Linked DNA regions of Capra hircus: region 1 is linked to region 2. A link is a contact called in public Hi-C data. All regions are on one chromosome and are shown on one strand. The core of a region is the stretch at or near the end of the contact, and the rest is flanking DNA. Distances in the headings are between cores, read along the strand shown.

Region 1 (2,700 bases), core at 40-2,539, 130 kb after region 2:
TCCACCCTTCCTTGCTAACTCCCTCCGTAACCTTTAGATTTCAGTTCCCGGGACTCTTCCTTGGGAAAGTCACCCCTCCCCCACCCAAACCAAGATGAACTCCTTTGCTTTCAAAGAAAAAAGCATTCTCTTCAACAGCGTTTTTCTGTCTGTTACTCCTTTACGTTGTATTCACCCGTTTAACACACGTTTCCTGAGCGTTTACTCTGTGCCAGTCCCTCAGGGACAAAGCTGGGATCTGACCCCTAGTGGAACAGACAGAAAACATTCCAAGAAATGAATGTATGCCTTAATGTCGGGCACAGATAAGACATTAAGGAGGATGTGAATTTGGGGGAGCAGAGCTGTTATTTGGGATGGTTGGGAAGACCTCCCTGGGAACGTGATATCAAACCGGGATGAGGTGAGTCAGGCATTTGCCTCAGAAACAAAACCTAAAGGGACAAGGGATCAGAGATAAAGATAAAAAATTATTTCAATTCATGTTTTAAAAAATCAAAGTCAGCCTCCCAAAATCCATGATGACCAAAATTTTAAGTAAAAAAAAAAAAAACACATAGGACTTCCCTGGTAGTCCAGTGGTTAAGATTCTGCCCTTCTAATGCAGGAGGCATAGGTTCAATCCCTGGTTGGGAAAGTTCCACAGGCAGTGCGGCCAAAAATAAAACCCTTTCTTATGGCAAAAAGAAACAGATTCAGTAACAGTGCTGTGAAGCCTGAGTCAAAAGGAGAAATCAATAAGACAGCCTGGAACGGGGAGAAAAGTGATGGTGGATGAGAACAAACCTAGGACAGGGAAAGTGGAAAGAAGCGCTCAGAACATCTTAAGAGTCAGGGCGACAAGATGGCGCAGTCTGCTCAAGATTGCCCCAGGAGGTGAGAGGACTCCAGGGCTGACACAAAGTCTATCTAGTCAGCGTCAGTTCCAGAAGCTGCAGCCAGCACGGAGCGTGTACTAGGCGCTCGCTAGCTCCAAGCCAATGGCACCCCACTCCAGTACTCTTGCCTGGAAAATCCCATGGATGGAGGAGCCGAGAAGGCTGCAGTCCATGGGGTCTCAGGGTCGGACACGACTGAGCGACTTCACTTTCACTTTTCACTTTCATGCATTGGAGAAGGAAATGGCAACCGACTCCAGTGTTCTTGCCTGGAGAATCCCAGGGACGGGGGAGCCTGGTAAGCTGCCGTCTATAGGGTCGTGACTTAGCAGCAGTAGCAGCAGCAGCTCCAAGCCAACCGCCCGGAGGTGGGAAGGCGGCGTGTTACTCCTTGCGGCCACCAGGGGTCAGCAGAGCGCCGCCCTGCCCAGCCGTGGTCTGGCCTGGGAAGTGTTGGAAGCCCAGGGGGTGACGTTATTCAAAGGAGGGTGAGACACGACCGACTGAACTGAACTGAGAACGGGGCTGGAGGTGTCTCAGGAGCAGGCTGAGAATCGGGTGAGCTACTCTTCCTGGCATTTCACCCAACCATCCCTCCATTTATTCACTCAGGGGGCCAGGCCACACAGTCTCATGGGGTGAGCTGATAAGCTCCAAGTTTGTCCTGAGGTCACTGGAGGAGCCTCTGGGTCCGATTTGCAGGAGCTGAGGAAGTGGGAGAAGCAGCTGGGGATTCCAGAGACACCGCTCACAGGAGCGCTGCCTCCACGGTGGGGATTAAAGAGCACGCAGTTGCCATATATGTCAGCAAGACAAAGCAACTAATAGACACTCACAGGGACTTCCCTGATGGTGCAGTGATTAGGACTCCCTGCTTTCACTTCAGGGGACCAGGGTTCAATCCCTGACCGGGGAACTAAGATCCTGCAAGCTCTGCGGTGTAGAAAAAAAAAAAAAAAAAAAAGCTAACCATTTTTGGATACTTACAAAGTATCATGCCCTTTTTTAATAATCTTTCATGTACCAACTCAATTTTCACATGAAAATTCTATGAAGCAGGTATTATCATTGTCCCCACATTCCAGATGAGGAGACTGAGGCATGAAAGGGATGTCCAACAGCACAAGCTAGTAAGTGGGAGCCAGGATTTGAACCCCAAAGCCCATGGCTCTTTTTGTGGCTGCTGTAACAAATGGCCGCAGACGGGCTGGCACCAGAAATTTATTCCTTCACGGTTCTACTGGCTGGAAGCCCCAAATCAGGGTTTCAGCAGGGCCCTGCTCCTCTGAAGGCTCTAGAGAAGAGCTGTTTCCAGTGTTCAGATGTTCCTTGGCATCCGTCTAGTCTCGGCCTCTGTTTTCACAGGGCCTCCTCTTCTTTCTCCCTGAGTACTTGTATTTTTCCTGTGCATCACCTCTTCTGTTGTGTTTTGTTTTTTTTTTTTTGGGGGGGGCGCTGCATGGCGGCTTTCAGGAGCTTAGTTCCGGAACCAGGAATTGAACCCGAGCCAACCCTCGGCCACGAAAAGCAAGGGAGTCCCAACCACTGGACCACCAGGGGATTCCCTCCTCCCTGTCTCTTATAGACACTTGTCACTGGGGTTAGGGCCTGTCCAGATAATCCAGGATGATCTCATCTCAGAGCCCTTAATTACACCTGCAAAGACTCTTTCACCAAATAAGGTCACATTCAGAAGTCCCAGGGTTAGGACACAGACATATATCTCTTGGGGTCGGAGAAGGGGCAATATTCAACCCCCTACAACTCTTCCCCATGATCCTATTATTATCATTGCGGTCATTGGTATTATGCTATGAACCTG
Region 2 (2,700 bases), core at 57-2,556:
CAGGCAGGCAAAGGGCATGGGGTGGGGGTGGGACCCACACCAGGCAGCCACAGCCTGGGGGCCAGAGCCAGAGACAGATGGAGGAGATCGGGAGGAGAGATGGAGCAAGGCTGTAGAACTAAGGGAGAGCTCTGTCTCTGAGTCCTGAATTCCCTCATACACCTCTTCCTGTTTCTCCTCCCAACCAGAGTCTCTCCATCCCAGGGGATCCACACTGAGAAGTCCCATCCTTTCTGTATCCTCGCCCCTCTGATGTCCCCTCTCAGTGCCCACCTCCCCCCGCCCCCCGCCAGCCTTCTCTACCTCCAAGTTCCCCCGGCCCCCCCGGAGTTGCTCTCTTTGACTCCTGCTTTCCCAGTTTCAGGGCTCTCTGTCAGGGTGCCCCATCCCTGGGGATTGGCGCCAGCTCCAATGCCCAGTCCTTGTTCCCCAAACCCCCTCTCCACCTCTCACTTCCATGCTTACTCCCTACCCTGTGAGAACCCTCCTCTTGCAGAGACCTGTTCCATTGCTCCCCATTCATGTGTAGTATTCACTGCCTACTCCAAGCCTTCTTCCTTCTTACAGCACACTTTTCCTAACTCTAAAGCCCCATTCCCTACAGTACTTCCTGTCTCCAGGGTCCAGTCTCTTATCCTTGAGACTCTCTCACCAGCAGTATCCCACACAGTTTCAACACCCTCTCTCCGCCTGCAACATCGGCTTCCTGCCCCTAGAGACCACCTCTCTCCTATCTCAACGTCTCCCATTCTTCTCCAGCTCTTCTGACGCACTCCCGGAAAGCCCTCCGCTTGGGACGCCCCCTCCCCACCTCCAGTTCCTTCTCCCAGCTTCTGAGATCCTGCCTCGTGAGTTGCCTCCCAGTTTCAAAACCCTCCAACCATCTCGAATGTCTCCCTCCCGCACAGCCCTCTCCCCTGGCACCTGGACTTCAAAAGCTCCCCCCTAGCCTCGAGAACCCCAGTACACACTCGCGCCCAGAACCACCCCCAGTTGCCTCCTTCGCCGGCCTTTGATCGGCCCCAATCCCGAGAGCCCGCGCCCGGCCCAGACCATCGCACCGCAGCAGGGGCGGCTTGTCAGTATCCCACCGAGCCTGGAGTACCTGCACGTGGACCCACCCTTTGCCCGTCCCCAGCGTAGGCGCTCCCTCGTTACCATGGCGACCCCCGTCCGGACCCCAGCGGCCCCGGTCCCGCGGCTTCTGTGTGGCTCCGGCTCCGGCAGCTGTTGGGGGACCCAGGCGTAGAAGCGGACTTCCGGGAGAAGAACTCGCCCGCCCTCTCGCGCACAGCCCACTGGGAATTGTAGTCCTGAAAAAAAAATAGGCTCACTCGTCGGGGAGGCAACCCGGGAAAAGAGCCGGTCGCGCTTCCCAGCATGCCGCGCGACTGGGCTTTTCCTACGCCAAGGTTCAGGCTCCAAATGCATGTTGGGAGCCACGGGTTATTATCTCCTCGGAGGACTACAGTTCCCGACATGCCTGACAGCCAGCGAGACGAGAGTTGCATCCTGGGAAAAGTAGTTCCGTCAGCCCTCCCTCCACCTTCCAGCCTAGGCGAGAAGGACATGCTGGAAATAACTGTTTTAAATAAAACTGCTTTGGGAAATGTAATTATGTTTCCGTGCTTACCTAGTGCTCTGTTTAAAATGTGTTGAGTGTTTCTCTGGGAGACAGACAGTGGTTTAATAGCATCAATTTGGAAGTCAGAACTGTGCAAATCCTGCCGTCGCATTCCCTAGCTCTGTGACTTCGGGCGAGCAGTTTCATCTCTTAACTCAATTTCTTCATCTGTTAAAGAGAAGTGATCAAGGGGTCACCTCACTGGGGTGGTTTTAAAGCTTCGGCCATTTTCCCAAGTACTTAGCATAGTGCTCGACACATGGTAAGCGCTCAATAAACGTGAGTTAAAATCATGAATGTTCACTGTTTATATCATGTAATAGGGGTCTTCTTGCTTCCTATTCACAGGTACACCTGTCTTCTTACACGGCCCAGCTGTTGGGGACCCCTTACTAGAACACGGTGGCACATAGTAAGCACTCGATAAAGGTATTGCTACTGAGGGCAGACTTGCCATAATAAAAACAAAACATATCCTGGATGTAAATTAAAAGTGTGGTATTCGCAGAAGAACTAACACATAGGTGTTGAATAACTGAAGGGGCAAATAGAGGTAAGAGATCATTTTCAGTTCTCGCACTCCTCTATCATCTACAGGGCTGGGACCAGGATAAAGTAAGCAATGTGCCCAAGGTACAAAATTTAAAAGGCACTCACTCTTAGATGTTGACCCTTGCAAGGGCCTGAAAGTGAGCAGCTGGCTTGCCTCCCCTTGGTCCAGCCCTGTTCTCTAGCACTCAGCTAAGTGCCTGGCACAAGTCTGGTGTTTGACAAGTTTCCTGAATGAATGAATAGGAAGCAAGGAAACAGACACCGTTAAGGCTAAGTAAAAGAAGTTTTACAGGAATGAGTAGTTAGTATGTAATTTGTTTGAATGACCATGAAGACCAAAGTTGGTAAAATTGATCTATGATGTAAAAACAGGAGCAGTGATTATCTCTGTGGACAGGGGGCTAGGAGGCAAGGGTTATGCTGGATTTGGCATAGTAATATTCTGTATCTTGAAAGAGGTTTTAGTTATATAGATGTAGATACACACCAAAAATCAACAAACAATACACAGGATTTGTGCATTT

Evidence for each region. A called contact is a pair of places that touch in the nucleus more often than the background predicts.
Region 1: a contact with region 2 is called in a Hi-C map of blood, with 4 times the contacts expected there. The contact joins the enhancer-like site here to the promoter of AP2S1 in region 2. A contact is called at or near these places in 2 of 5 Hi-C or Micro-C datasets (both in blood).

Annotation. Positions count from the first base shown.
Region 1 is chr18:55,105,737-55,108,436 of ARS1.2, forward strand. No RefSeq gene overlaps it. Among named protein-coding and RNA genes, the nearest start is that of NPAS1, 11 kb to the right of the region's middle. Within about 2 kb of position 1,290, at least 2 of the 5 cell types and tissues checked have an H3K27ac peak or open chromatin away from gene starts, as enhancers often do.
Region 2 is chr18:54,975,280-54,977,979 of ARS1.2, forward strand. AP2S1 (AP-2 complex subunit sigma) reads right to left here and starts at 1,307. Exons shown (of 5, transcript XM_013971564.2): 1 at 1,159-1,307. The coding sequence starts at 1,161.